Regions from separate parts of the Mus musculus genome. Here all the other regions are linked to region 2. The links are chromatin contacts, called in public HiCAR-type, HiChIP or PLAC-seq, capture Hi-C and promoter capture Hi-C maps. All regions are on one chromosome and are shown on one strand. The core of a region is the stretch at or near the end of the contact, and the rest is flanking DNA. Distances in the headings are between cores, read along the strand shown.

Evidence for each region. Promoter capture Hi-C pulls out the DNA fragments that hold promoters and counts their contacts. HiCAR-type assays count read pairs that join an accessible place to other places. HiChIP or PLAC-seq counts read pairs in DNA pulled down with a chosen protein or histone mark. Capture Hi-C pulls out chosen DNA fragments and counts their contacts.
Region 1: a contact with region 2 is called in a capture Hi-C map of embryonic stem cells, with 5 times the contacts expected there. The contact joins the promoter of Tdrp here to the promoter of Kbtbd11 in region 2. A contact is called at or near these places in 1 of 39 promoter capture datasets (embryonic stem cells), 1 of 15 datasets of contacts at CTCF or cohesin (the NIH/3T3 cell line), 1 of 484 Hi-C or Micro-C datasets (CD8 T cells), 2 of 115 datasets of contacts at active chromatin or transcription factors (astrocytes and embryonic forebrain) and 1 of 9 other capture datasets (embryonic stem cells).
Region 3: a contact with region 2 is called in a HiCAR-type map of astrocytes, with 4 times the contacts expected there. The contact joins the promoter of Coprs here to the promoter of Kbtbd11 in region 2. A contact is called at or near these places in 6 of 39 promoter capture datasets (the 3T3-L1 cell line, cranial neural crest, embryonic stem cells and 3 more), 3 of 115 datasets of contacts at active chromatin or transcription factors (astrocytes, embryonic hindbrain and pancreatic cancer cells) and 1 of 9 other capture datasets (macrophages).
Region 4: an H3K4me3 HiChIP or PLAC-seq map of pro-B cells shows a contact between it and region 2, with 7 times the contacts expected there. The contact joins the promoter of Cdc16 here to the promoter of Kbtbd11 in region 2. A contact is called at or near these places in 2 of 39 promoter capture datasets (hippocampal neurons and liver) and 4 of 115 datasets of contacts at active chromatin or transcription factors (T-cell acute lymphoblastic leukemia, embryonic forebrain, pancreatic cancer cells and 1 more).
Region 5: a promoter capture Hi-C map of 3T3-L1-derived adipocytes shows a contact between it and region 2, with 4 times the contacts expected there. The contact joins the promoter of Upf3a here to the promoter of Kbtbd11 in region 2. A contact is called at or near these places in 4 of 39 promoter capture datasets (the 3T3-L1 cell line, 3T3-L1-derived adipocytes, pre-B cells and 1 more), 2 of 115 datasets of contacts at active chromatin or transcription factors (double positive thymocytes and large pre-B cells) and 1 of 9 other capture datasets (embryonic stem cells).
Region 6: a capture Hi-C map of embryonic stem cells shows a contact between it and region 2, with 3 times the contacts expected there. The contact joins the promoter of Rasa3 here to the promoter of Kbtbd11 in region 2. A contact is called at or near these places in 1 of 39 promoter capture datasets (pre-B cells), 3 of 484 Hi-C or Micro-C datasets (B cells, CD4 T cells and cerebellum), 4 of 115 datasets of contacts at active chromatin or transcription factors (double positive thymocytes, large pre-B cells, pro-B cells and 1 more) and 2 of 9 other capture datasets (embryonic stem cells and liver).
Region 7: a contact with region 2 is called in a promoter capture Hi-C map of stem cell-derived epiblast-like cells, with 2.4 times the contacts expected there. The contact joins the promoter of Gas6 here to the promoter of Kbtbd11 in region 2. A contact is called at or near these places in 1 of 39 promoter capture datasets (stem cell-derived epiblast-like cells) and 1 of 115 datasets of contacts at active chromatin or transcription factors (embryonic stem cells).

What each region holds. Positions count from the first base shown.
Region 1 is chr8:13,972,912-13,976,907 of GRCm38.p6, reverse strand. Tdrp (testis development related protein) reads left to right here and starts at 2,131. Exons shown (of 3, transcript NM_173744.4): 1 at 2,131-2,367. The coding sequence starts at 2,266.
Region 2 is chr8:15,008,705-15,012,459 of GRCm38.p6, reverse strand. Kbtbd11 (kelch repeat and BTB (POZ) domain containing 11) reads right to left here and starts at 1,435. Exons shown (of 2, transcript NM_029116.2): 1 at 1,146-1,435. 5830468F06Rik (a long non-coding RNA gene) reads left to right here. Exons shown (of 2, transcript XR_003947516.1): 2 at 1-1,729.
Region 3 is chr8:13,887,845-13,891,715 of GRCm38.p6, reverse strand. It overlaps Coprs (coordinator of PRMT5, differentiation stimulator), which reads left to right and starts at 1,445. Exons shown (of 4, transcript NM_025556.3): 1 at 1,445-1,549. The coding sequence starts at 1,481.
Region 4 is chr8:13,755,856-13,760,033 of GRCm38.p6, reverse strand. It overlaps Cdc16 (CDC16 cell division cycle 16), which reads right to left and starts at 2,378. Exons shown (of 18, transcript NM_027276.3): 1 at 2,180-2,378; 2 at 982-1,036; 3 at 797-894. The coding sequence starts at 2,227. All of the region lies in intron 1 of Gm46032 (a long non-coding RNA gene), which reads left to right.
Region 5 is chr8:13,783,864-13,787,956 of GRCm38.p6, reverse strand. It overlaps Upf3a (UPF3 regulator of nonsense transcripts homolog A (yeast)), which reads right to left and starts at 2,342. Exons shown (of 9, transcript NM_025924.2): 1 at 2,073-2,342; 2 at 1,704-1,810; 3 at 486-592. The coding sequence starts at 2,273. Gm46032 (a long non-coding RNA gene) reads left to right here and starts at 2,901. Exons shown (of 2, transcript XR_001778519.2): 1 at 2,901-4,093.
Region 6 is chr8:13,675,614-13,679,582 of GRCm38.p6, reverse strand. Rasa3 (RAS p21 protein activator 3) reads left to right here and starts at 1,996. Exons shown (of 24, transcript NM_009025.2): 1 at 1,996-2,190. The coding sequence starts at 2,136.
Region 7 is chr8:13,493,133-13,497,289 of GRCm38.p6, reverse strand. It overlaps Gas6 (growth arrest specific 6), which reads left to right and starts at 2,755. Exons shown (of 15, transcript NM_019521.2): 1 at 2,755-3,029; 2 at 3,278-3,444. The coding sequence starts at 2,951. It also overlaps a transcript of Tmem255b not described here.

The DNA of each region.
Region 1 (3,996 bases), core at 882-3,381, 1.0 Mb after region 2:
TTTGACCCCAGCACTTGGGAGGCAGAGGTAGGCAGATCTCTGAGTTCAAGGCCAGCATGGTCTACAGAGTGATTTCCAGGACAGCCAGGACTACACAGAAACCCTGCCTCAAACAAAACAAAACAAACTAAAACAAAACTGAAACCAAACACTTCATGACACTTCTTCTCTTCTTCTATGGTGAGACTTGTCTGTCAAGCCAACCTGAATCTGTCCTGAGCCACACCTCAGAGGAAATCTTTCCTCTCCTTCGACAAGAACTGTGTTGTATCAATCCACTAATATCTCAGTAAGTTGGGCCTTGAGCATTTTGAACTCAGAGTGAGGTGACACAGTTGACATGCAAAAAAAGAATTTCTAGCCAGGTGGTGGTGGTGAATGCCTTTAATCCCAGCACTTGGGAGGCAGAGGCAGGTGGATTTCTGAGTTCGAGGCCAGCCTGGTCTACAAAGTGAGTTCCAGGACAGCCAGGGCTACACAGAGAAACCCTGTCTCACAAAACAAACAAACAAAGAATTTCTACATCAATAAATTCTATTTTATTCAATAAAGGCCAAATTAGCTTAAAATCTACAGCTTCCTCCAAGTGGCTGTTCAGGAAAGGATGGTTAGGCAAGATCTTTCTGGATCCCCAAATGAATTTGCATGTGTAAAGACTGTTTTGTTTTCTTTTTTTTAATGAAGCCAGACTGTATAATTCTCTTACAAACTCTGACAATATCATGCCTCAGAGATGATGGAATCAGTGACCCGCATCGCGTCCCCGGGACCTGAGAGATGTCCTTTACAGAGCCACCATCTCTACTTACCCGTCTCCCTTCCTAACAACTGAGGTCTTCCACACAAAGTCTTTAGTGCCATTTCAAAGCGGTCTAGAATTTAGCATGTGGGGTAACAGGCCTGGCCTTCTGAGTCATCTGGGAATTTCAGTTTAGTTTAACTTACTATGAGCATCCGATCCTGGCAGGATGCAGCCTTAGAGGAGGCCTGTGCTGCACCTGTAAACCACGGTGTTGTGAAGCCTTTGCTTGCTGTATTCGCAAGTACCCTGCGGCTACCTGTTCATAACTCCCAGACAGGCCAGGCGGGTCTGAGCTGGCTGGAGAAGGTTCTCACTGTGTTTACATCCTTAAACGTTCTTATGCACTTGAAGAACATGAACAAGGCATTTCGGAGTTTACCTACAGCACTTCTCACAAAAGCATACAATTGTGGACAGTTTTATTTACCTGTTATGTGTGTACAGTGTTGGACAGAGTGAGTATTTGGGAAGGCCAGAAGTCAAGTTGCTGTCTTTACCACTTTCCACTTTATTTTCAAAGATAAGACGTCTTAGGCCAGAGCTCACTGATTGGCCACACTGAGTGCACACTGTCTTCTGCCCACCCCCTTATGTCACCATGCCCACATGCCCAGATTTTTTTTTTTTTTTTTTTGGTGGCTGGAGATCTGAACTCAGGCTGCATTAGTCTGAGTGTCACCCTGAGACTACAAAGGGAAGTCGAGGCCCCAGGTCCAACTGGCACTGCCAACCCACCTACCTAGTCTCTTCTGGGCCCTGGGAACCTTCCCTGGACTCTGGTTGATTCTGTGTCCATCACTCTATCGATGCAGGCCTCACAGCAGCGCAAAGTGACCGTAGTCTATGCAGGAACCCTTCTCTTTCCCTAACACCCTCCTCCCTTGCAGGTGCCCCCCTCTCCGGTGGTCCATATCCACTAATGGACCTTTTAGGATCAGCATAGACCACTAACCCTCAGCCTGCGGTCACCGAAGCCCCGCCCTCGGCCCCCGTAGCACCAACTGGGCGAGCATGCGTAAAGCGCGGCCCCACCTCGGCGTTGCCTTGGTGATCCAGGATGGACCACGCCCATCGGGCTGGGTGAGTGAAGGGCCGGGAGTTGAGGGGCGGCCGGTGTGAAATGTCACGTGGTTTTGGTGCGTCAGTGTTCTTGGCCCCTTGGTAAAGCACTCGGCCCGCTGATTCCCTGGGGGGCCTACTTAGGGAGGTTGGAGCGGTCCTGGAGAAGTAGGGGACCCGCGGGCTGAGTGTCAGGGTGGGGGAGGACCAGGGAGGCAGGGGACCTGAGGAACCTGAAGGCTGGAGGAGGGTCTGGGGGCGGGCCTGGGGGCGGGCCGGGGACGGCCGCCCGCAGCTGACCGCCCCTCCCCGCCCAGTCCTCCGCACTGTCCCAGCGCCGCGGCGGGCCGGGTGTCCTCCTTCAGTCCCGGAGCCAAGCTGCGCGGAGCGGTCGAGCACCGGAGATGTGGAAGCTGAGCCGAAGTCGAGTGCTTCTGGACGAGCCCCCCGAGGAAGAGGATGTGCTGCGAGGGGCACCGCCAGCATCAGCAGCCGCCCCGGCGTCGGTGAGGGCACGCGTAGGGGCGCAGGTGCGGGCCGCGGGGTGCTCTGGAGGCCGAGCGCAGGTGCATGGGGTCGCGTGCCGGGTGCGGACTTGGCAGGGACCCGACGCTTCTCGGGGCTGCGAGGTGACTGCCCCGGAGGACCCCTCTGATGAGTGGCCGGGTCCTACAGGTCGTGGGCCCCAGAGCCAGCATGTGTGGGGTACCGCGGGGACGCGTACCCCGGGCACTTTCCGCACTGGCCGGCGGCGCTGCCCTTCGCTCTGCTGCCACAAGGGCTTTGGGGTTCGGCTTGAGACACCGGGGACGCGGGGTGACCGCTTCCAGGCCAGGTATTTCTATTCCGGAGTTGGAGAAACAGAGAAGTCCTGAATCATGGTGCCGGGGACGGCGGTTCGCTCAGACTTAAAAGCTTGGTGTTTTTGTTTTTGTTTTTTCCTTTCCCTTTTCTTTTGGTGACTATAGCGAATATAAAGTGTGCTGGATATTTATTTGCACAACACGTATTTCCTTTTTTTAAGCCTTTGATCCCGTCTCGCCCCCTCTCCCGGAAGAAGAGATCAGAGACCTTTATACAGAAAAAGCTTTGGCCCGACAAGTATAGAGATACGCTTGGAATGTGTAGAATTTTTTAATTAACAGGATCCCAGGTGGATCTGTGTGAGGCTTCCCCACCCACCTTCTCGGGACACTTTTCATTCCCTTTCATGTGCTAGGAAATTTAGGTCACAAAGTACGCCAATTTTTAAGCATAAAGTTATTTATTTATTTTTTTAAGCATAGTGTGAAAACTGTGGCTGTTGCAAATCTTTCTTTTGAAACTTGGAAGTAGTCCCGAGATTGCTTCTTCCCTAGTTGGAGCAAAAGAACGTCTGTTAGGAATGAAGTTTCATTGTAAGACATTTCTCGGGAATTTGATAAAGCTCGCTGCCAGCACGCAGACATTCCAGCTGATGAGTGTAAGCTTTTAGGTATGGTTTGTATCTGAATTTACATTTGAGAAGTCACCTTTTTGTGTCCCTAGAACTTACCTAGCTTTCATTTTTCCAGCCTTCAAGGTTTTGTAGCTAGACGGCAACTCTTAGAAGGCAGTAATGAGCATTTGTCTGTGGTCTCTAGATATTTTTTAAATCATCTTCTAGCCAGCAATATGTGTTTAAGTTTGCTTCACCTGTCTTTTCATGGTTCGATAGTAAGTTTCTTTTTGGCACTGATTACCTTCAGAATATCATGTCACCTCCTTCCAAGCTTGGATAGCTGATGCTGAAGTTCCTGTAAATAGGCAGGGTGGGCCTTCTGTAGAATTTCAGATCATTTAAGTAAGACAATGTGACTGCTGGGCTGTCATGGAGTGCATTTGTGTGTGTGTGTGTGTGTGTGTGTGCATGTGCATGTGTGTACGTACATGTGTGTATGACCGGTGAGTGCAGGCAAGTGTTTGTTTCCACGTCGGTGAGCAGGGTCTCCTTGTTTTTACCGGTTCCCACCCCCAGCTCCGGTCCCAGTGGAGTTCTGGGAGTACAGACCCACTGCCCTGCGTCTGAAATCAAGATCCGGTTGTCAGGTTTGCAGAACAAGCACCTGTCCGTGCACAGCCGCCTCCCGCCCACCCCCCCAGGTTCCCACCATTCC
Region 2 (3,755 bases), core at 186-2,685:
TGAAAGGCTTAAGGGCGCCATTGACAGCGGTGAGGGTTACTAATTAGAGACTGAGTAATTCAGTGGTTAGGAGTAGGGTGCTGGGAACCCACGGGGAACCAAGGACTAGTCACTCGGTGTTGAAAGATGCTGGGAACTTCAAGATAAGCTCCCGAGTGGAGCTAGAGGAGGGAAAAGAGCTCATTCTTTCTATCCCTGGACTAGACTGTAGCAGGCTGGGGAAAGAAGTGCTTCTTTAGGAAAGCTAAATAATGTTGGAGTGAAAACTCTCCGGTCTAATGCTACAGGTGCAGAGGGCCAACCGAGAGGAACTCGGCAGGACCTGCCCCCACCGCCCTGGAGGGGGTTGGCTGCCCTGGAAGGGGTTGTCCCAGCCGCACAGCGGGGCTGGCAAGGTTCCAGGAAGGCTTGGGCTCCACTCCCAGCCTCTTCCCAGGATGAAGGCGAACCGCGCACTCAATCCTAATTTAAATGCAGCGCGCTTTCCTCCTTCCATCCCCTCCCCACCGTGCTGTCAGGCACGTACCCGCGCAGGCCACCAGGCATCCCTGACCCACTGTCTGGCTCTACGAGCCGAGGCTCCCCGAACGAATACTGTAGCTGTGCGTGGCCCACGCGTCCCGCAGACTACCCGTGGCGTCAAGAGTCTGCCTAGGGGGTCCCCGTCCGGGTCCGCCAAATCATGTCCACTTTCCGAGCTAGCTAGCGCCCAGTCCCTGAGCTGCACCCCCCCCCCCATAAAGAACCCAGTGTCACAGGCAGCAGGAGGGGAGCGGCCAGACCCATGCCAGGGAGGGGCCCGTGCAGGCGACTCACTGTCGCCTGTCGTCCTCCCACGCCACGCCCGGTGCTTTTTTTCTTGGATCAATCCGGTCCTCCGAACCCCCAGTCCCCACTTCCCTCCAAGAGCAGCGTCCCTGCCTACCACCCACAAGGCCCTCCATCCTCCAGGAGTCCCGCAGGCCGCGCCCGGGCCCCTACCTCACCGCTCGCAGCTCGCCGCTCTCCCTCCACCCCTGCAAACCCACCCGAGCCCAGGACGCGCAGCCTGGCCGGGGGGCGTGGGGTGTGTGACGCGCATGCGCACGCGACCATTCACGCGCACCTGTGTGAGCGCCCCCGGGGCGAGCGAACCTTCCACGCACCTGTGCGAGCGCTGCGATTCTGTGCGCTTTCCCGATGCCGGGAACGCGCCGGGCTCCTCCGCACGCGTGCCAACCTCCGGGTTGGCAGCGACTGAGTATGCCCTGCACTTGGAGGGAGCGCGAGCTGGGAGGCCGCCCACGGCCGGGGCGCGCGTGCACCTCGCTGTCCCCGCCTGCCACCTACGGCTTGGGGGTCTTCCGGCAGAGGCTGCAGCTGAGCTAGCCCTCCGTGGATCTAGTGTGCGCGGTGCCCGGCGCCTGCCCGCAACAGCTCCTGCGCCTCCGCACTTAACCCATTCCAGACCAAGTGAGCAGAAGCTGGGAGCTCGCTCTTGGTAGCCTCCAGCCTTGACAGCAGCACCGTGGCGCACAGAGCACCTCCAGTAAAGAGACCCCGCTGCTGCACCCCGCGGGCATGACCTGTTGAGCCCTTCCCAACCCCAAAAAGCACCAGGAACAGGTGTCTGCCGCGAGCTTTGCCCTACCTAGGGCGCTCTTGGCTGTTTGACCTCCAGCATTACATCCTGGGTCCCGCTGAGCATCTGTAAGAAGCGATCCCACACATAGTAATTAAAAATCTGTTGCCCACATCCTGATAGAGTCTAGAATCTTAAGAAAGTTCTGTATAGTGAAGCTGACCAACCAGTTGGTGGACATTTCTTGGTGTCTAGACTGGCCTTCTCCTCTTGTGTGGGCAGCCTCGGGTAACATAAGGAGTGTGTGTCAAATCAGGGTTGATCCTGGGATAAATGCTTCTTTTAACAGCTTTATGCAAATTACCGATGGCCAGATTTCTGTGAACAGAGGATGTGAACATTTGCTCTCTACTCTGCTTTGATATTCTTGGCCAATTTATACCACCAGCCTTTCTGAGTTCAACACCAAAGCTGTAAAAACGCTTCTTGTTCAGTAGCCAGGCATCAACCAGGGCAGAAAGCTGCAAACTGCTGGAATGACTCCTTCCTTCCGTTCCTGTTGGTTACAATAGAAACAGGCTGAGATCATTTTCATTTTCATTATGTTAATTTCAGTTTGTCCTCAAATAGGTAACTCTCAAGGTCTCTTAGTGTGTCTCCATTTACACGTGGGTGGAGAAAAGGCAGAAAGGTGACCAGGATGCGGCCTCAGGGCTTTCTCCACGTGCCCAGCCTCCATCATCCTGGCTCTGGATGCTGGGTGGACCAGCTCCCACACTGGGCTGGGTACCATTTACAGACCTACCCCAACCCCATTCCAACAGGGATTTTTACAAAGCTATACACTAAGTAGGCTGTTCATGGAAATTTTCTGAAAGGATGAAAAAAAAAAAGTAAAGGAAGTAATTAAAAATAACCTTCTGGTGTCTCGTAGAGGGGGTGTTTGGGGGTTACCTGCCATGTGTTTCCCCACTTACACATTTATAGACTCTATTTCAGTGACGTCATTGAAATTTGCCAGAGGTGTGGTAATTAGTTGGAAATTCTTCATGCTTCATGAGGTCCTGAAACTGACCAGGACTGTAATCGCGGAGGGAGTGTGCCATCGAATCCTCCTGCCTCAGGAAGAACCGGACCGTACTGCAGACTTGAGATGCATCACCGTGGCTATCTCCCAGAGACAGGTGTGAACAGGTGTGGCACTGACTGAGCCTTTCACACCCTTAGTGCTGGGTAAAACCGACCAGGTCCAGGTCAGAGCAACAGGCTGGGAGAGAGCCAGCAGCAGCACGCAGACGACACCCTGAATGCAGTCATCCCTCTCAAACCTGACAGGGACAAGATGCTCAACCTGTCTCCCTGACAGTACCCAAGTCAGATGGAAGGATGTATGCTGTGCAGTGGGTAGTGGAGCCATCTTTCTCCAGGGAGGGCGTTCCCCCGATTCTACCATTGCCCTGAGAGCTCTCAGCTCTCTCCGTCTGTGCCTTTATGGTTGATCTTTCCTGCACGCAGCCTTGTGAAGTATAAAAGGAAGGTTGCCTGCCTGTAGGTCATACCCATGTCACACCTCGTTCCTACTCTTAAGCGCTTTAGTTGGCTCCTGTGGGGATCCTGGGTGTTGTTTGCTCACAGATGCCAGACCAGACAGTCCCCAGGATTTTTTAAAGCCCGTAAGACTTCATGTTCTGCACTGCTACCCCCTCCCCCAAGCAATTAAATTCCAATGACTGTCAGGAATGGAGCCAGTTACTCTAAGTACTTCCAGCTTTTCGGCATTAAGAATAAATAATTAGATGTTTGTTGGTTCATTTCAAAATCCAATCCATGCTGTGTAAGAGGGAAGTTGTCCCCATGGGACTCCCTTAAGTACCAGCCTTGTCTGACCAGGCCACTCCTAGAAACGCCGCCACCAATCTGCATGTGGATTCTTTCAGATGCGTCTTAGATATGGTGGCTGAGCTGCCTGGGCTCTCCTTTCTCTTCACACACCGCAGACCGGTGCCTAGGAGCCTGGTACTCAGAGGTCATGCTCTGTGTTGTCTATGAAGTGTCCAAGGCGACCGTGACTATGGAGATGGTTGCCACTCGTGAGGTGATTCTGCATCATTCATGTCCTTCCGCGCATTTTAAACTACAGTTGCATTCCTGGAAAACACACGCACACGCGCGCATGCACACACACACACACACA
Region 3 (3,871 bases), core at 196-2,695, 1.1 Mb after region 2:
TGCAGATTTCTCTTTCAGTCAGAGTGTGGTGGCTCACACGTGTAATCTCTGCACTTGGAAAGCTGAAACAGACAGGAAGATCTCGATTTCTAATTGAACTTGGGCTGTCTAGCAAGACTCCTGTTCAAAACAAAATTGGAAGGTAAGTAAACATTTCTGATTCCTTTCCCCAAGCTGCTGTGGGAATAGCAATCATGCAGTGGGAAGCAAGTATCTCCTGAGAACAGGTTAGTCAAACGCGCGCTTGTGTGTGTGCGTGTGTGAAATCTATTTGTGTGTGTGTGTGTGAACGTGTGTGAATGTGTATGGGTGAATGTGTGTGTATATGTGTGAGAAATGTATGTGTGAATGTGTGTGTGAGAAATATATGTGTGAACGTGTGTGAATGTGCGCGCGCGAATGTGTTGTGTGTGAACGCTCATTTGTATGTGTATATGTGTGACAAATGTGTGTATCTGTGAATGTGTATGTGTGAATGTGTGAATGTGTATGTGTGCATGTGTGTGTGTGTGTGTGTGTGTGTGTGTGTGTGTGTGTATGTGAATGTACCTAAATACAATCTGCTCAGTCTATACAATGTTACTTGCATGTGTAGGGCTTCCAGGGCAGACCATTGGGTACTGAATAACCAACCACTGAATACTGGATAACCAACCACTGGGTACTGGATAACCAACGGTACTCTTCCTTGGGGAAGGCTATCTCTCCCACTCTCAGCAATCCTTAGTTGCCTATAGTTCTGTGTGTAGGGTTGAGGCTTTGTGAGCCAATTAGCATGTCTACTGGTATCATCTTTGTCCAGCTCCTGTTCCAGTAGTCATGTGGGCAAAACTTTTTAGCTGTAGCCTCTGACACTCCTAAGAGAAACGGAAAACGGAGAATTATTCAACAAAGTCACATTACTGACTTGGAGCACTGGCTTTTGACTCTAAGTTCCTAACACCACCTTGTTTTTGTGGTGGCACGTTGTTTTGCTCCTTTATCCTGGTTCCTTGCAGATTGACTTTAAAGACGATCATTAAATCAAAGCAGCATGTCTCCAGGCTGCTGGGTTATCATTTCAGATCATTTCAGGTTGCTGAAGTCCCTCATTAAGGGATGCTGTAGTGCGGGTGCAGCCTGCAATCTGGAAAACCCTGTGATTGGGTAGAGAGAAAAGTGATGGAGCCCATCGGCTGTGACTGTGTGACACCCGGGTGGGCTCTATGTGTCATTTCACAATGCAGTAGGAAAGCCCCGTGTGGCTGGGATGGCTCAGTGCCCAATCAGGCCTAAGGCTCGAAACCAGCACTAGAGGTCAGAAAGAGCTGTAGAGCCTGCGGTCCCGCACAACAACGCAGGTGGGCGTGCCGTCCGGCGCTGCCCCTGCGCCGCCCCGCCCCCTCGGTCGCCGCGCCGCCCCACGCCGATTGGCTTGTCCGCAGCCCGTCGGCCGTCACGTGCCGGAGCGTCCCAGGCGCCTGGCTGTGGGCGGCCGGGCATGGACCCTCAGGCAGCCACCGGTCGGGGCCCGGGCGAGCGGAGTTCGCAGGAGGCCCCCAGCGCGGAGGTGAGCGCGACGGGGTGGGGGACGCGGGCATCCGCGACCACCCAGGCGGGAAACCGCGGGGTTCACGCGCTGCCGGGAGGCCGCTCACCCGGGAAACGCCGGGGCCGCGCGAGTGCACGCAGAGAGCCTGGCCGGTAACGGCAGTGGGCGCGGGAACGCGCGCGGACCCGAGCCCTAGGCTGTGGCTGGCGCTGAAGGGAGAGGGACACTGGGGCTGCTGGGGAGCATCTGCGGGAGTGAATGCAGGGAACGCGGAGCTGGCTTCCCGGAGCCGGCTGCCCTGAGCCCGCTCCAGCCGCAGGGGGCTGGGTCAGGTGGGAGCTGCGAGGAAACGGATTTTTTTTTTCTCACCTTGAGGACCTCTGGCCATTGGTGGGGATGTGTAGCTGACCTTGGACGCCAGATGTCACCCGTGCTTTTTCCCATTTGATGAAACGAATGGTCCCCTTGTGACACGGGTTTTCAGAAACTTGTTTTTAAGTGCGCGCCATACAGCCTTTCCCCATGACCTGCCCGTATTGCATCCACCTACTGCGAGCTTCTTGACTGTAGACATCCTGTTTCCCAGAAGCCGCACCTATGCCTGGTGTATCCTAATTGGATGAATGAATAGAACGCTTACCAGAGCCTCAGTGATGGTACTTGAAGCTGCTATTCAAGTACCAATAGATTTGCAAAGAAAATCACTTTTGCAAAATAGGAGAGTGATGTTGTTAGGGCGGATCTGGAAAGGATGTTCTTGGGTGAGAGGGTAGGCCCAGCAAAGGTCTGGATATGAGAAAGGGCAAGGCAAATGGCCTTGGAGCTTGGGTCGGAGAGCAGGCTTCTTACAGAAAGGAACGTGAGAGTCAATATGAATGGCATTGCTGGTCTGTGATGGCAGTGGAGGGCTCGCGAAGCTTTTAAGTGGAAGGGTGAGCAGGAGTAGGGAGATAGGCGTGAGGTTCAAGTAAGAGGTCCAGCACCATAGGGGGCAGCAGTGGTCTGTGGTTATCACGGACTACAGGAGATAGAGTCATTAAAGCTCAGGGGTGACTAGATAATGAACGGTAATTAGGGTGAGTGCTAAGTACAGTTTATTTACATGCAGGATGAAGGCTGGAAAGACAGCCATGGTGGTCTTACAGAGTTTGGCTTGGCTCTTAGCACCCACAACAGATGTCTCAGCCCTCTGCAACTCCCTCTCCAGGGGATCCTCCTGGTATATTCACACACACACAAATATACACAAATAAAATAAATATTGCAATTTAAGTCAAAGAAGTGTTACTTCTTGCAGTCTAACAGGTGGTTTTGTTATTATTGTTGGCTTTATTGTAATATTTTTGAGACAGGGTCTCATGTAGCCCAGGAGCTGGGCTCACTCTGTGGCCAGGACTTCTGATCCTCCTGCACCTATCTCCTAAATGCTCAGATTACAGAGTGGCCCACCATGCCTGGTTTTATGTAGTGTTGGAAAAATCAGTGTGTAGCTTTGTGTACACTAGGCAGACACTTGACCAACTGAGCTACGTCTCCAACATATGTTAGATGTTTTATAAATATCCTCCATCATACGACCCCTGCCAGATCAGAACAGCCATTCCAGTATCTAAAGGTCACAGCCTACGTGCATGGTGGGGCAACAACTGACATCAGCCTGATCATCCAAGCCCTGGACATTACTGTTTCCACTGCAGAGAGACCTTGGGGGGAGTAAAGTTTGGGGAACTTTGAGGCAACAGGCCGCAAAATTACCTGGTTGGCATTGGGGGGGGGGCGGGGTTAGGTATTCTTTCCAGTGTGTAGAACTCAGGCTGCTTCTCCCGTGGACCGCTGTGGAATGGCTGTGTTGGAAGGAGTTGTTAGACATAAAGACCTGAGAAGGGCAAAGGTGTGCAGAGAAGTTGCAGGTTCAGGAGACAACTATCAATCCTGGCCAGGAAAAAAGAGAAGTTAGAGCAGTTAAAGTGTTTTTGGACTTAGAGGAAAGAGTTTACACACAGACTTGAGGTTACAAGCCGAGACCAGGGAGCTGTCCCATCTGGCTCTAGGGTCTCTGAGCTTGGAGAAGTCCTGCTGCCCAGACTTCTGAAGAGGGCCTGGGGCTGAGAGCAAAACTGACAGCTGTGACAGCTGTCCATTGGGCACCGCAAAAGGGCACTCCCAGCGGTCAGAACGGAGAAGTGTTCCTGGGTGATGCCTGTAGCCTACAGGCCCTGTTCTGAGGCCTTGCCAGGTCCTCAGAAGGGTGTGCAAACTCTACATCGTGCAGGGCATTATGGGTGGGCGGGTTTGGAGCTTCAAAGCAGTGACATGTCCTACTACCCAAGTTCCTGGTAA
Region 4 (4,178 bases), core at 1,129-3,628, 1.3 Mb after region 2:
ATAAAGAAGTTTAATATTAAAAAGCAAAAATTTGCCAGGCATGGTGGCGCACGCCTTTAATCCCAGCACTTGGGAGGCAGAGGCAGGCGGATTTCTGAGTTCGAGGCCAGCCTGGTCTACAGAGTGAGTTCCAGGACAGCCAGGGCTATACAGAGAAACCCTGTCTGGAAAAACAAAAAACAAGCAAAATAACAAAAAATTTCAAGCAAACAAAAGCAAAACCATTACAATGAGAATTTAAGAGACCAGACAGGTGGGCAAGAGGTGGGAAATGAAAGATTGGGACTTGAAGTGAGAGCCTTGCTCTTAGGCTGAAGAGATGGCTTGGCAGTTAAGAGTGCCTGCTGCTCTTCCAAAGAACACAAGTCTGTTCCCATTGCTCAGAGAGCACTTCACAGTGCCTGGAACTTCAGTTCCAAAGAATCCAATGCTGCCTTCCGGTTTCTGGAGGCACCCACACTCATGTGGCACACACATAAACACATAAATAAAAATAAAAAAAAAAAGCTCTTAGCCAGGTGTGGTGGGACACACCTTTGATCCCAGCACGAGGTAAAGGTAGGCAGATATATGTGAGTTAGAGCCAGCCTGATATACCAATTGAGTTCCAGGACAGCCAGGGCTGCTACTTAGAGAAACCTGGTCTCAACAGCCCCCGAACCCCCAAGAAAAACCCAAACCAACCGATAAAACATTTTTTTTCTCATAAAAATAAAAAATTGGAGTTCTTTTAAACACACACCCAACATGAGGCCCCAGTGGCGTTTCCGACATCTCCCACAGCTTCGGTACTTACTTTGTCCAGCTTGCGTGACCGGAGCGCATGGGCTGCTCGGTGGTACTGCGCTGTGAGGTAAAGGCACTGAGCCAACCAATAAACATCCTGGGGCTCCTCTGAGGGGCAAAATTACACAAGTGGTCAGAGGCTCATGGGGAGCTTTCTAGAGATTAATTAGGGGAAATAAATTGCATGTCACTCACCATGAGAGAGTGAAGCTACCTTGTCTGCCCAAAACAGAGCACTTTGATACTGTTGCTGCATACAAAAAGCAAACACAGGGTGACTGCTGTTGCCCCCACAGTCGACTAATATAAATCCACACACCAAATCCACCACTCACTACAACACGTTCTTAGATGTAGCACGGGGCCCACCAATCACCTGTATTTTACAGCTCAGCTAGTGTGAGTTTTAGGTCGTCATTACCGTAAGAACTTCATATATACAATTCAAGATAGCAGTTTAACTCATACACTACCAAAAATGTATCAGCTAGTATCTAAAACAGTGCATAAGCGATTGAAATGCAGTCATCTAGAACTTCTGATACTGACATTTATGTAATAACACTTCCCACAAGCTCAAATGAATCCTAAAGTAGCATCTAGCAGAGCACTAGATTCAAATATTTCACAATTAAACCCATAACCCTTAACAGTCACTGGTCATGGGCAATGTCGCCCCCTGTAGTCAACTCTAACAACACTTAATCTGACAGCGGAAAGACACTCAGGAATCTGTCCTGGTTAGTGCTGATCCCTAGCTCTTACTGCCTCTGCCTCAGTTCCTCAGGATATAGTCAGAACAGGGTAGCCCAATGAGTAGCCAGGAGAAAGTCTTATGGACCCGAGAATCTGCTCTGAACAGATGCCCCCAGAGTGAAAAAAGAGGCCCACATTGTCCTCTCTACATCTCAGTGCCAAAGAAAATAATCACAAACCGACTGCCCCTTAGCACGCAGCCTTCCAGCGAAGTGCAAACCTCTGGCTCATTCACTTAGCATCTCTTCCGTTTCCCATTTATCGGGAGAGCAAGCATTTTAGCAAAAAACCAAATGACATGACAATGACGTGGACCCCAGAGACACCCCTTCCCTCGAATAGTCCCGGCTTGTCCACTCGAGAGCAGCGCGGAGGCTGAAGATCCAGCACGGGGTATTGTTTCCAGTCCTAACTGGAGACAGCTAGCTTGTCTTCCCAAGTATTCTGTCCAATAAGAAACACAACTAAATCCTCCCAAATGTCCTACGGTCCGGCCAGATTCCAAGGTCCCAGTGCAGCCGTCCCAGCCCAGCCCAGCCCTGCTCCCGCAGTCCACGCAGGATCGGAGCCATCGGGGCCGCGCTCCCCGCCGGGCCCCACCGCCCCGAAGCCCAGCGTCCGGCCCCCCGCCGCGCACCTGGTCCAGGTACTGCCGGACGCGTTTGCGCAGCGGCTCCAGGTTCATGGCCGCGAGGCCAGGGCAGGCACCCGACGCCCTCTCGAGCCTCCGCGCGCCCCCGGGGTGTCGAGGGACCCAAGCCCGCCGACCACCGCCCGGACCAGACCCCGCGCGCCACACGGCACTTCCGCTCCGACAGGCCCTACCCCGGAAGTCCCGTGCAAAAGCGTTCCCCCCGTCGGGTGTGTGCCCACTCTAATGGTTCCGTGGCGATCTTGGGCGCCAGCTCCTAGTCCTAACCTGTTCGCCTTTGTCCGGGAGGGAAAAGGGATCTAGCGGGACTCCGTGCCTTCCGGGAGTGGAAGAGACGCTTCTATAGCTACCCTTCTCCCTACCGGATATTTTTAAGATCGAATTTTTCTCTCTACAGTCCTGGGTGGTCCAGAGCTGTCCCTGGGTACCAGACTGGCCTCTTACTTTCAGACTCCTACACACACACACACACACACACACACACACACACACACAAACACACCTCCTTGGGTGCTGGAAATAAAGAGGTCCATCACCACACAGGGTATTTTGTGTTCTTAAAATTCCATTCTGTGCACTGTGCAGCCTTTTGAAAGTATAGAGACTGGTACCACTCAAATGTTCTGCTCTCACCCCTGTGAGCAGTTGGCTGCATCCTTTTCTGTGAATGACACATATGTATGACAGGGTAATATTTTAAGGACACACACACTTTTCCTGTCTTCTCCATTTGTAGGTAGTGATCCAACCGTACTTATTGACTTGAAGCGGGTGTGTGGTAAGGCATAGTTGACCATATTTACGGCTGTTTTCATTCATTTTACGAATAGAATTGTTTTATAAAGGAAATTTGTGCTGTCACCACAGATGGTAAACATCAAAGACAGGAATTTAATCTTTAAGTCAGATGTTATTCAGAGAGCTAGTTATCTGAGAAAGAAGCGGATTAACATTCTAACACCCCGTCTTTTTATCTCATCTCCAGCCAAGAAAACCTTATAAAGAGCAAACAAAGGCAATTATTCCAAAGTTTAATACTGCCTCTGGTCAAGGGTCAGCCTTACTCCTGAGATTATACTGGTTTGTGTCTCCGTATGTCTCCTGCACTTCTTCCTGTTATTGCTCTGTGCAGCTGGGTTTGCACCGTCCCAGGCTGCCGAGACCTTCATTGTTCCTGGAGAGACACTTGGGACAAACAAACGATTAGCAGTGTGTATGTGTTGAGCTATTTGCAGAATGCATTGCAGGTTTCTTTACGACAGTACGAAGCACAAGTGTATGCTTGCAGAATATTAAGGAGCCCCATCTGCCTCTCCTGTCTGCAGTGAATTTTCCTGAATTGTCTTGAGTTTCCCATGATCTCTCTGTAAAGCCTACAACAACACTATGGAGTTCCTCTTTTCCTTTGTCTTCCCAGATGTAGCGACTACAACATATCCTACCTAGCATATCCTACCTAACATATCCTACCTAGCATATCCTCCTCTGCATCCTTTCTGTACTTTGTCTGTGTGTGTAATTACAAATATATCTCCTCTTCTACAAGCAAGCTGAGAGGTACAATATTTCATTCTGAGACGTGCTTGGCTCACGAGGATACTTTAAATGCTTTTCTTCATCGGAAGCCACCTTGTTCTTTGCGATGTTTTATAGAGTTCTCCAGTCTGTGGCGGTAGGTCCCATGTGACAGAGGAGAGCTATAAATGTGGCCCAAGGGAATAGTATAAACTTCCTTAAAACACTATGAGGTTCGTATGTGGTTTGTTTTGTGTGTAACTCAACTGTGCAGTTCTCTAGGATAAACTTTGTGGCCCAGTGTCAACAACACCTGAATGTTTCTTGTTGTATCCATCAGAGTAGGTTGAGCTATGATGCAATCCCTTTATCTCTTGCCTGAGGGGCTGTGATACTCAAGGACTGGACCACTGCGTGCTCTTAATTGCTCTGGCACAGCAATACTCTTAAGTTTATTTGGGAAGGAGTA
Region 5 (4,093 bases), core at 1,093-3,592, 1.2 Mb after region 2:
AGCACTTCCTACAGAATGTTTACAAACCTTAAAAGCAGAAAATCTAACACAGGACAGTCGGACAGGACGGGGAAGGAGGAACGTAAGAAACGGATCCAGAAAGTTCAGGAGCAGAGTCCCTGAAGGGGAGACTGCGCCACAGGCTCCATGCCTGATATTCATGACCATACGCCCCTCCACCACGCTTTCAAGAAATGGCAATCATGGCCAGTGCTCTGGATCCCTGGCCTAAATATAAGTGTATGATATAGCCCAGAAAACTTTCATCAAACATCGTAAGATAACTTAGTTTTGGAACACAAGGTTCATTTATTGGGAAAAGGAGCCTGTGAGAACTTACTCCCCAGCAAGGTCACGATCCCTCCCGTTCTTATCTCATGGAAGGTCTGGGATGCTTTAGTTTATAAGCTCCGTCAGCACATGACGTGACAGTAAGAGTTTATGACCTTATTTTAGCTGTGAGAAGTTAACTGAAACTCACTGACCTTTATTGCCAATGAAGATATAGCCGTCAAAACGGTCTCTGAACAGCAGGATGTCATCAGGGTTCCTAAAATTAATGTATGCTCTGGAGTAGACATGAGGATAAAGGCTGAAACCGAGGCAACAGTGGTTAGTAAAACGGACGGCCCTTGATTCTGCCTTATCTCCTATGAATAAGCAAATACTTTTTCATGCCCGAGAATCACGTCTCAGTAAATTTTAACAATTTGGATATTCCTTAGCAAAAAAACAAAACAAAACAAAACACCCCGAAGATAAAGCAACCATTAACTGAAGCCTTAATTATCCAGGACCGCCTCTTCTGTACAGAGCCAAGGGTAAAATACTAGACTCCAGAAGTCACCATGCCATGGGTACTTTTAGAGCCATTTCTGGTACATCTGAACAAGAACGAGACTTGTCTAGGCTCCTTCATGGATGACATGCTGTATTTTGAATGGGTGTCAGACCACGTACCAAGGAAAAACTAAATCATTCTCCCCGTCTCACACACAACTCTTTTCACAGGTAGGAACGATTCCATTCCATTTCACAAAGAATACAGAAGTTTAGAGAAATCTGTTGTTCGTACAGAGGGTGCAAGTTACAAGCTGGGACCGGAATTGCACACCGAGTAATTGCACACTGTTCTTTTAGCCATTTTTCTAAACTTCAGCCACCTGAAAACCACCTGTGGTTTTTCAAAGGATACCCATTTAATTATTCATATTTTTATTAGAATAGACTTTAAAAAAAATAACAAAACAAAATTGGTATCCCAAAGGAAAGCGTATATGACACAAATGAGAAAGAATACCATAAAAGGATATAAAAATAAGTATCGTGGAAAACCCACGAATTCCTGTGGCACTGACATCTGCTGCTTAGGTCAGCCCTGCGTTGCTCGCATCCCCACAGGCAGGGAACCTTCTGGCTGGGTGGTGGTGCAAGCAATGAGAGATTCCACTTCTCAGGGCTCAGTTACTGGTCCCTCACTAGGGAAAACACTCCAGACTCAACGTGTGTAAGGGATGCAGTCCGGTTTTGCTCATCATACAGTTTATTAAAAGCTACGCCGAGGAAGGCATGGTAACGGGCTGACGAGGTGACTTGCCCGCTCCTAACGTGGGCGTGCACTGACAGCTGGGAGGGGACTGCAACTGCGAGCGCCCGCGGGGTCCTCCATCCTTCACCAGTGGGTGTCCCGCAGCAGCCCTCACCTGAGGTCCGCAGCCACCACCTCGAAGTAATCGTGCGCCGGCAGGGGGCGCAGTTGCTCTTCCAGCTGCTCTTTGGTGAGGCCCGGGGGCAGACGCCGGAGGACCACCTGGGATGACCATTGCGTTCACTCAGGTGCTGCCGCCCGCCACGCCCACTCAGCCTGAGGTTCCCCGGAGCTCGGGGGACCGCGGCTCCCCAGCTCCACCCCGACTCGCTAATCCTAGTCCAGACTGCTCGCAACAGCCCGCATCACTTCGGAGACTAGGCTCCGCCCCTGAGATGAACAACCCGCCCCGCCCTCCCCAAGCCCCGCCCACCGGGGGGCTTAGAAGCCGTCCTCTCGCGAGACTTGCGGGCCCCGCCCCCACCTTGCTCAGGGCTGTCCTCTTCTCCTCGCGAGGCTTGCCGGCCCCGCTCTCACTTAGGGTCGGGGCCGGAGGCGCCGCCGACTCCTTCCGCGGTGACTCGCGGCGGCAGTGGGTCTCTGAGCTCGATAGTTTCTCCCTCCAGCTCGGGCCCCGCGCAGCCAGGGCTGCGCCTAAGCCTCCGGCCCCCTCTTCCGAGCGCATCCCCACCGGCCGGCCGGCCGCCGCCACCTCCGCGAGAACGAAGCCTCGCGAGGACTAGGCAGCCCCTCCCTTGGAATTCGGTGTTCAGTGTCCCCTCCCCGGCCCTGACAGGGAAGGGGCGGTGCCAATGCTGGCCCGCGCCTGTAGGGGGCAGCGCGGCAGTTTTTAAAAGACAGCGGACGTCCTAGAACGGCGGCGACGGTGAAGGAGATCGGTGCTGCCAGCCACGCGGAGAGCAGATGCTCACTCCGGACGTCCCGTGCGCTGCTGACCTGCGGTGGGGACTGGGAGCCCCCGGTCCACCCGGAGTCACTGGGACAGTACCGAAAGTAAACCCGTCGCTCTCCTCGCCCCACTCTGCCCTCCGCCTCCCTCCTACACGTTTTCTCTGTTGAGACAGGGCTTTGTGTAGCCTTGATTGTCCTGGAACTCACTCTGTAGACCTGGCTCTCCTGGAGCTCAGAGATCCTCTGCCTCCTGGGATTAAAGGCGTCTGGCTTTTTATTTTTATTTTATTTGTAGCAGATATACGAACAATACAGTTTTCCCATGTGCTCAATGATGTATAGCACCATTCTCCCTACGTTAATGGTAAAGGAGAATGAGAGATTTTCAGAAATCGATCGTGGCACTCCTGAAATGTGACGTTTTAAATAAGCCAAAGACTCAAAACCGTTTAGGTCTGCGTCAAACAGGCCTCAAACATCGAGAGTTCTATAAAAGCCTGGGCAAGAGCGGTTTTCCAGTATTTCGTGTTGCAAAGAAAGCTAGGACTGAGCCCATCACTTGAACCAGCTCAGTTTGGAATAACCAGTTACACTGACCAGAAGTTCTGATAGCCTCTTAACCTTTATTAGGAAGAAAACACACGTGTGAGAGGCTGATAAAAATGTGGACGACGAGTTGTCAGGAAAAACCAACCCATACCCAGTTGTTAAGATAGTACAAGGTCGATGGATAGTAACTTCACAATGGAAGAAAGTTGGAACATTACAAGCTTGGAGCCAAAATTATCTCGGGCTGGCTTTTGCCCCCTTAAAGATAAAGCCATTGACTGTCCTCCTGTGTGCCTGACCCAACACCCTTTCACCTGTCTGGCAAACTGCTGGTTAGTTTATGTCAGCTTGACTCAAAATAGTCACTTGGTTGTGAAGAGGAAAGAGTTGAGGCATTATTTTCATCAGATTGGCCTGTGGAACAGTTTCTTGACTAATGGACGTGAAAGGGTCCCACAGCAGTTGGACCTTGCTTGTAATAAAGCCAATAAGCATTCTCTGTGGCCCTGCTAGTTCTTGCCTCCAAACTCCTACTTGAATTTCTTCTCTGATTTCCCTCACTGAGGGATGTGACCAGAGAGCTAGAAGAGGAACTAAATCTCTTCCTCCCACAAGTTGCTTTTGGTCAGTGTTCAGAGTGTAATGAGTTGTGGAAACATGAAAGATACCATTGAAAGAAGAGAGACATTATGAAGTATCAGAGGGATACCAGGGATGTTCTTGTGATATTTGGATTAAGAATCTACCTTTATTGGGACAAATAATGATGGTTAGCTGGGGATGAAGAATCAGTTGTGATTAATAAGACCAGCATCATCAAAGTGCAATTTTCTGGATATACTTCCTAAAGGTCAGCACACAGACACTGCAGTCCAGATGCAGTCAAGGCTATCTCAAGCAGGAAACCTGACTTGGTAATGTGTACCCCACATAGTGGAACTGATTGTGTAGGCATGAACGCTGCAAGATTTAAGAGGTCACAGAAATGAGCTGAGATTGAAACTGGAAAGAGCCAGGAGAGGCAGTAGAAACTCCAGCATGCTG
Region 6 (3,969 bases), core at 747-3,246, 1.3 Mb after region 2:
CGGTCTAGCGTGCACCTGTGTGGAGCAGGCACCTCCCGGGTGTCCTCCTCAGAATTCAGCTTCATCTTCGGTAGCAGGCCGTCAGTGTGGAAGCTGCTCACTCTGACTGATTGCCTTTGGTTTTATTAATTAATCCAGGGGAAGCCTTCTCCTGGGAGTGTCTGTCTCTCTCCTGGCTCTCCTGTCCTGGTGGCCATGATGCTACCACATCCTCTTTGATGCTGATGGTTACCAGCTTTCCTGTCAGCTCCTGGTCCCCTTTCTGCCCCTGTCCTCGCTTTTGTCAGGGCCTAGCTCTGCGGCAGCTCAGGGTTAGCTCGTCTAGTCCTTCTACGGGCATCTGTCCCTGTGGGAAGTGCCAGTCTTGGTCAGGTGGTCTGGAGTGGGTAAGAAAGAAGGCTGCACAAGCCAACAGACAAGGCAATAAGTAGCGCTCTCCAGTGGCTTCTGCTTCTGTCAGTCCTTGCATCCAGGTTCCTGCCTTGACTTGATGATGAACTCTGAGGAAAATAAACCAATTCCTCCCCAAGTCCTTTTGTTGGAGAAGGGTCTACTACAGGGTTTCTCTGTGTACTTCTGGCTGTCTTCAAACTTACTCTGCAGATCTGGCTGGTCTTGAATCCAGAGATCTGCCAGTCTCTGTCTCCTGCACTGAGATCACCACCTCTCCCCTCCCCATCTTATTTATTTATTTATTTATTTATTTATTTATGGTTTCCAAGTTGTTTTTGGTCATGGTGCTTTATCACAGTACAGCAGCCCAGCTAAAGCAGTCTTTTGGTGATTTTGTGTCCTTCCCCACCACCACCCCCATCCCTGTCCAGTCATGTGCCTCCTACCCAAGTTCTCTACCACTAAGCTGAGTTCCTGAGCCGGAGATTCAGGGTTTTAGATGTGTTAACCCAGAGCGGCTCCCTCTCTTCCCAGTCAGAGCCTGTCTATGGCACAGCAGCTTCTGGAGGGTTCCAAATCAGCTTCTCTGGAGTTCCAGCACCTTCCTGGGTGTCCTGCCTATACACTGTATTTCTGCTCTTTGGCTGCTGGTGAGAGAGCTACCGTATAGCACCAAGGGATTTTTGTGTCACACCTTTCAGTTGGTGTATCAATGACCTAGCCTCCTGACTCCTCAAGCGATGCCACTTCCGTTTTCAGTCCTACCGAAAGGCAGGCCTCCTTCAAACCCACTGCAGAGGCTATCTCTACCGCCACTCCCCACCCACCAGGGCCTCTGGGAGACACTTCTGTGACTACTATAAGGAACGAGGGACTAGAGCTCTTGGCCCTCTAGGAAAGCTGGGAGTTATGCCAGCTGCAGGAAAAACTTAGTGGAGGGATCGGGGATAGGACCTCACAGTATCGTTGTAGAGATACAACAATTCTAAAGTTGCATACCAATCAAATTGCCAGTAAGCACCAGGTTTGAAGGTTCTGGAATGCTAAATTCAAGGGCCGCGTTGAGGCTGCCCAAGCACACCACAGGGTAAGCAGGGACTGCTTGCTGGGCACAGGGTCCACTTGCCCTCACTTTGACAGCATATCACCTTCTGATTTCTCCAGAGCGATCGGCAGGTGTCACTTTTCTCAGTCGCTGAAGCTGGGGCTAGAGGAAATCTTTTCCTTTCATACCTTTTGTTTGAATATAGCTTTTTAGATTTTAAGTGCGAGTCGGTCTTACGGGACCTGGCGGTCAAAACACAGATCAATACTCACGATCTCTCTTTGTCCCAGGTCCAGAGAGACCGGACCAGCGAGGGCTGTGAAGAGGGACCGCTTCAGGGGCACTCCAAGGCAAGTCCCTTCCGATCCCGCCTTAGAGTCCGCCTCCGCCTCCTTACAGACCCGACCAATGGAATGCAGTGTTTGACAGTAGGCGGAGTCGTACTACCCCACCCCATGCAGAGCCTTAGCCAATGAAGATCGGGGCTCTGGCGAAGGAAGGCGCCCGCAGCCCCGCCCCCGAGCTCTGCCAATGGAAGGGCGCGAGGCGGTGCACCCGGTCAGAGCGCGGACCGCAGCGCGCGGGGCTCTGGGGGCATCCGCAGCTCGGCTCCGTCTGCCGGCTTCTTCCCCTGTCTTGTCCCCCTTCTGCGGCCGCGCTGCCGGGCCCTCGCGCGTTGGCGAGGTCGACAAGCAGCATGGCGGTGGAGGAAGAGGGACTGCGGGTCTTCCAGAGCGTGAGGATCAAGATTGGTGAGGACCGCGGTGGCGTGGGCAACTCCCCAGACCCCTGTTCTTGGTATCCGGCCGGGCTGGACCGGCTCCTCGTGTTTCTCCGCCTAGACTGCCCGGTTCTCCGTGGCATTGCGGGGGAGGAGGGACCTGTATCAGGGGGCGTCTGTTTGTGGGAGTGAGCGCGCGTGGTTGCCTGCGTGTGTCCGTGTGCGCAGCACCGCTCCAGATCCCAGGCGCCTGACTTTACATGCACGAGCACGCGCGGATCCGTCTGGGTGCTCCCACTTCAGGGATCGGGTCTACTGATGTCAGTCTCCTGGTGTCCTCTCCACAGTTGTGCGCAGGAACTTATTTCCCAAGGAGGGGGCGCCCCTTCACCTTTTCGGCTGCTGCAGGCTTCGAGGCCGTGCACGCGCGCGACCGTGTGTGTGTGTGTGTGTGTGTGTGTGTGTGTGTGGTGTCTGCGCGCTGCAGGCCTGGTGATGGAGCCACCAGCACCTCCCCCTCCTTTCATTGAGAACTGGCCGTGGGAGCTGTGGCCGGCAGGCCTGGCATTCAGGCTGCTCTGGGCTGGTCGGGACTTCGGCAGCAACGCTAGGAACGGGGAGTGAAGTGGAACTGGAGAGACCTGGAGAGGACTTCCTGATTTTTTTTTTTTTAACCTGGAGATTTCGTTTTTCCCAGTTGTTTTTTATCTTGTGAGTGACGTGTGAGTCTACTTCCTTACAGTGGTTTTCTGAAGTGACCGTTACACATCAAGTCATTAACACACTGGGCAGGGGCCAATTTTCTTGGAAGGAATTCTGGGTCCTAGTGCACCGTCCCTGTAGTCTTTTCCCTCTGAACTGCGCCCCACATTACTGGCCTGTTCCCATGTGAAAAGGCCCCTAGTGGGTGGCAACAGTCACAGCCTGGTGTCAGTTGTTGATGACATTCGATGCTGTCTGAAGAATGCCAGCTACTCGCAATCAGCGTGTTGCTTCCTGTCCGCTTTATTTTGCTTTTGAATCATCGCCCGAGACAGTTTGATCTTTGGTTCAGAAGCGCTGCGGAGAGCATGTGGTGTTTGGGCTGGAGCAGAGGGCACGGGAGGGATTTCTCTTGCTCTTATGCCTGGAATTGCTGTCAGTTTCCATCTGAGGAAAGGGGCTGCTTTCTGTCCTCTGTGGGCAAAGACTACTTGTGTGAGGGTGGCCAGCTTCAGTTTCCTTCAGCCAGATCCTCTGACCAAGTGAGTCCACCAGGCTCCAGGGGTGCTGTGCCCTTTTGCTCAAGGATCTGGGGAGGTTGCTGTGGAATACTGCTGGGGCAGAATCAGGTCAGTTGGTGAGAAGGGTCCAAGACTTTCTTTCCCTTTCAGTACAGTGTGCTTGCTTCAATCCTAGCATCGGCTACTGTGCACACAGGGAAAGGTTTTAGTTCCATTCAAACAAAGAGGATTTCTTTTCCAGAATGACATAGTAAATAAGACAGGAGGGAAGGAAAGACTTCAGTCTGTCTGCCGGAATCGGGTCTTCACTAGGGGAGCAGCAGAGGGGACAAGTCAGAAGGTCCCTCCTCCGTTGCTAGACGTTGAATAAGGGTATGATTGGAGCCTTCATTGCCTCTGACTGCATAGGGGGATGGTGGCAGTGAGTGAGGTTGGGTAGAGGCGTCTCTGCCTTATCTTTCCTCATCATTTTTTTTCTCAAGAGTATTTACCTGCAGGGCTGCTCAAGAGGGGTGGCCCTGTGCTCTCCGGATGGCGTATGCAGGGAACATAGTAGCTCTGCAGATAGATCCTGCCCTCTCTGGATG
Region 7 (4,157 bases), core at 1,506-4,005, 1.5 Mb after region 2:
CTCCCTCATTCCACTCCTTGTGTTGCAGTAAGTTATTTTCTTCTCATCGTTTTGACAAAAGAACCCAACAACATAAAATCCATTCATACCTTGTTTGATGGGAGAATTTTAATGTTTTTACATCTACCATTGTAAAGCCAAGTACACTTTTATAACTTTTTTGTACATTATTGTTACAAGCAGGGCAATTTGTCTTTAAGTAGGGGTAAATTACTCTTGGACAAAATCATCCCTTCAAGTCAATCCTCTTGTTTAAATAAAGTTTTTATTAAAGTAAAAAGAAAGTTCAAGAGAAATGAAACCATATTGGCACGTGATAATTTATGCATAAATGGCCCATAAGTGTTCACAGTCTATTGTCTGATTTAAGAAAATAAGACAACTTGGGCTAGAGAGATGGTTTAGTGGTTAAGAGCACCAACTGATCTTCCAGATCACAACCATCTGTAATGGGATCCGATGCCCTCTTCTGGTGTGTCTGAATACAGCTATAGTGTACTCATACACATAAAATAAAGAAATAAATCTTTTTTTAAAAAACCTCTAATGTTCATCAATAAGTATATCCATAAAACTGAATATAGTGAGCAAAAATGAAAATATGCTGGTTGAAAAGGCCAAGCAAAAAATGTGGTTAATATAGATTTATGTAATGCTAGAAATTATGAGTTAATCTGTAGTAGCAGAAGCTGTTTTCTAGACTATGGGAACACAGGGGATGGGAGGGACATTGGGAAGGAAGAATTAGCAAAGGGGACAGGCACTCTTTGGATCCTGCTGTGTCATCTTGCTACACAGGTAAACACCTGGGCCTCAGGTACATCAAAAGCTATCTTATAGACACAACTTAAAGGCATTTCCATATATCGATAAGGCTATCGAACCCCAAACAGAAACCAAACTGAATGTTGGTTTGTTTCCAGGACAACTCATTTTAAAGAAGAACAAGAGCAATCTCAGTTCAAGTGTATTGCACAGAGAAGTGGCCTTGGGGACTGTGCAGAACTGGTTCCATCCAGACACAATGCTTCCACCCAATCTCCACAGCCCACCTGAGCTTATTCCTGACAAGAGAAGCAACCAGCTTTCCTTTCTGTAGCCAGATCATTCGCAACACCCCAGATGGCTCCAACCTCCTGCCCTGTGGGGCTGAGCCTCACCATTTCCATTGCAGGGCACTTCAAATGTGAAATATTTACCCGGGTCGTTTCTTACAGGTTTCCCATGGCTGCCTTGGAAAGGGAATTGTTTGTTTGTTTGTTTGTTTGTTTCATTTGTTTTGTTTGTTGTTTGTTTGTGTTGATGACTCGGTTGAGTGCCCTCCATCCAGCCTTCCACTTCCCTCCACATTTGCTTCCTCTTTGCTCTGTTTTCTAAGCCAAATCCAGGAGGATGCTCTCTCTTCATTAAACCAACGGTCTGTATAATGTGAGGCATCTTTACTGGGATGCCCAGCAGAAAGAATGCACTGGGAATGTAGGGGAGACTGAGGTCAAGGCTAAAGGAAGCCAAAAGATCTGGATAACTCCATCGAGCTGAGGTGGTGCTGGGTCCTGGTTGTCTGAGTCACGACCACACCATAGAAGCCAGAGAAGCTGTCTCTCATGGGGGGAGGGGGGAGGAAGGGATTCAAGTAACTAGAAAAATCAAATCATCTTTCCTCCAACCTTCCACAGGTGTACAGGCAGCAGCAACTGCAGACATGCAAACCACCTGACCTCCACCCATGCCCGTTCCTCAGAACCTTCAGAAATGGCGGACCTCTACTTGGCTTGGAATGAGTGTTCGTGAATAACCAACACCACTTTTGAAAACAGTGTTCCTTCTTAAGAAAGAGCAGAAAATTAATACGGCAAATATTCATTCCAAGCACATGGTGTCTGTAGGCCTGGGGCAGCCTTAGGAAATTCGGGGTGCTCTCTGGCTTCTGAAGTTCTTGGCTTGGTTTCCTGGGAGTGCCGTGATTCTGGTCTGGAAGCAGGCACAGCTTATCCAATTTTTAATTCCCTTTCAAGATGATTCCCATGGCAGTCATTTCTCTGAAATTAAGATATTTGTTAGCCCCACCTTCAAACGGATGACCTTAAAGAAGAATTCCACCAGTATTGACCTTGTGTGCTCCCAAGAATCTGGGTTGCATTCACCCAGAAAAGAGGGGGAGGGTGACTCCTTATCCTTTTCTATCAAAATGCTGAGGTAAGGATGTCTCAGGAACATCTACCCTATTGGGTTTTGGCAGGCTGCTGCATATCTGCATTCTGTGATTGGTCTGCAAGGTGTGTGTGTGTGTGTGTGTGTGTGTGTGTGTGTGTGCATCTATGACCTTGCAAAGTGCCCTGAGACAAGAGCCAGAAAGCTTTGGTACTGGAAAATACACAATGCTGCTTTCAGCCTGTGGTGTGGAAATCAGATTTCAGAGGGAATAACATCTTGCACCGTGGACCTCCACGCCACTGGGTGTGGCCACAGTTATTGTTTCCTTAGTGGATGTTGCATCTCTTTAGAAAATGTGCCCAAGAATGAAGATTCCGAAAACGATGTCTGCAGAGGAGGATAGAAAACGGTCAAATTGTACCTGGGCAGATGCCCAGATACAATTCTCCTTTCATTTTACCGCATTCTAGCAGTGAAATTTTGAGGATACTGGAGTCGAACCAGTCAGCCTGCCTTGCCTCACCCAGCTCGGCCCCGCCCCCAAAGGCCCCGCCCTACTCACACTAGGCCCCACCCCCACCCGCCCTAAGCCCCGCCCTCACCCGCTGCCTCCTTCACGGCCCAGAACCGCAGCGAGCGCCGGGTGCGGCGCTGCCGCCGCAGGGATGTGACCTTCACCGTCGCTTAGCCAGGATGACCGGAGCCCGTGTCTCGCGGCGTCCGCGCCTCGCTTCAGCCTCCCGGGTGCTCTGACCGCACGCTCCCGGCTGCTAGGCTCCCCGGCACCGGCCTCGCCATGCCGCCACCGCCCGGGCCCGCCGCCGCCCTGGGCACTGCGCTTCTGCTGCTCCTGCTGGCTTCCGAGTCTTCTCACAGTGAGTACCGCAGGGGTCCCCCAAACCCACTACCCCGTGGTGTGGGGCTCCAGGCCTGTACCCCGGCGCAGCATCCTGGTGCCGGGTACCCCAGACACCCTGGCATCCTGTCCCCGGACCTCTGAGCTCTAGGCATCACGGACCCGGAGCATCCCAGACACACAGGCATTACGATCCCCAGCATCCCAGACCCCCTACATTCCAGCCCCGAGTGGGTGTAGGTTGACCGTACACCCTTCTTTCTGCAGCTGTGCTGTTGCGGGCGCGTGAGGCGGCGCAGTTTCTGCGGCCCAGGCAGCGCCGCGCCTACCAAGTCTTCGAGGAGGCCAAGCAGGGCCACCTGGAACGGGAGTGCGTGGAGGAGGTGTGCAGCAAAGAGGAGGCCAGAGAGGTGTTCGAGAACGACCCCGAGACGGTGAGCGTGCGCCAGGGGTCGCGGGGTGGGTCCTGGGCGTCCCAGAACCCATACTTTTGGGGGCCGCAAGTTCCGACTCCCACCCTGTGAGGGTCCAGGAGACCCGGGGACTGTCGAATCCCAAACATCCTTTCTGGAGATGTAAGGATCCTTGTGTGGACCGCACCACCACGTGCACCCCAGAACTCTTAGACACTGAGCCTTCTTCGCACCCCCTTGCACTTCTCCATTCTTGAGCCCAAGTTTCTCAGTTGACCCACAAGTCCTCTCCTCTTCAGGAGTAGAAAGCGTATCCTTGAGTGGGCTCCACTGAGATCCCTTCAGTAGACTCTGAAACTAAATCTTCCCCTACCCTCGAAAAGAAAGTACCCGTGGGAAAAATCCGCAGTGATTTGAAACTCAAAGGCTTCCTAAGACTGCCAGTCCCTTTATTGGATTGGAGGTGAGGGGTGGGGCTCCTCTTTGGTCTTCCTCCGGAGGGACCCAGGGTTTTCCTGAAAGAGGAATTGAAAGATCTCAAAGCTGGAATTGCTTGCTGCAGCAGGTCCAAAAATACGATGGCTGGAATTGTGCTAAGAACATGCATACGGGCGGGTGGGGAGCAACGTGAGGAAGAGGGCCGGCACCTGCCTCTGCAAGGGCTGTGCTGGCCCAGGACAAACTTCTATTAATAATGTCCTTGGGGAATGGAGCAGGCGTACAGCCAACTGCAG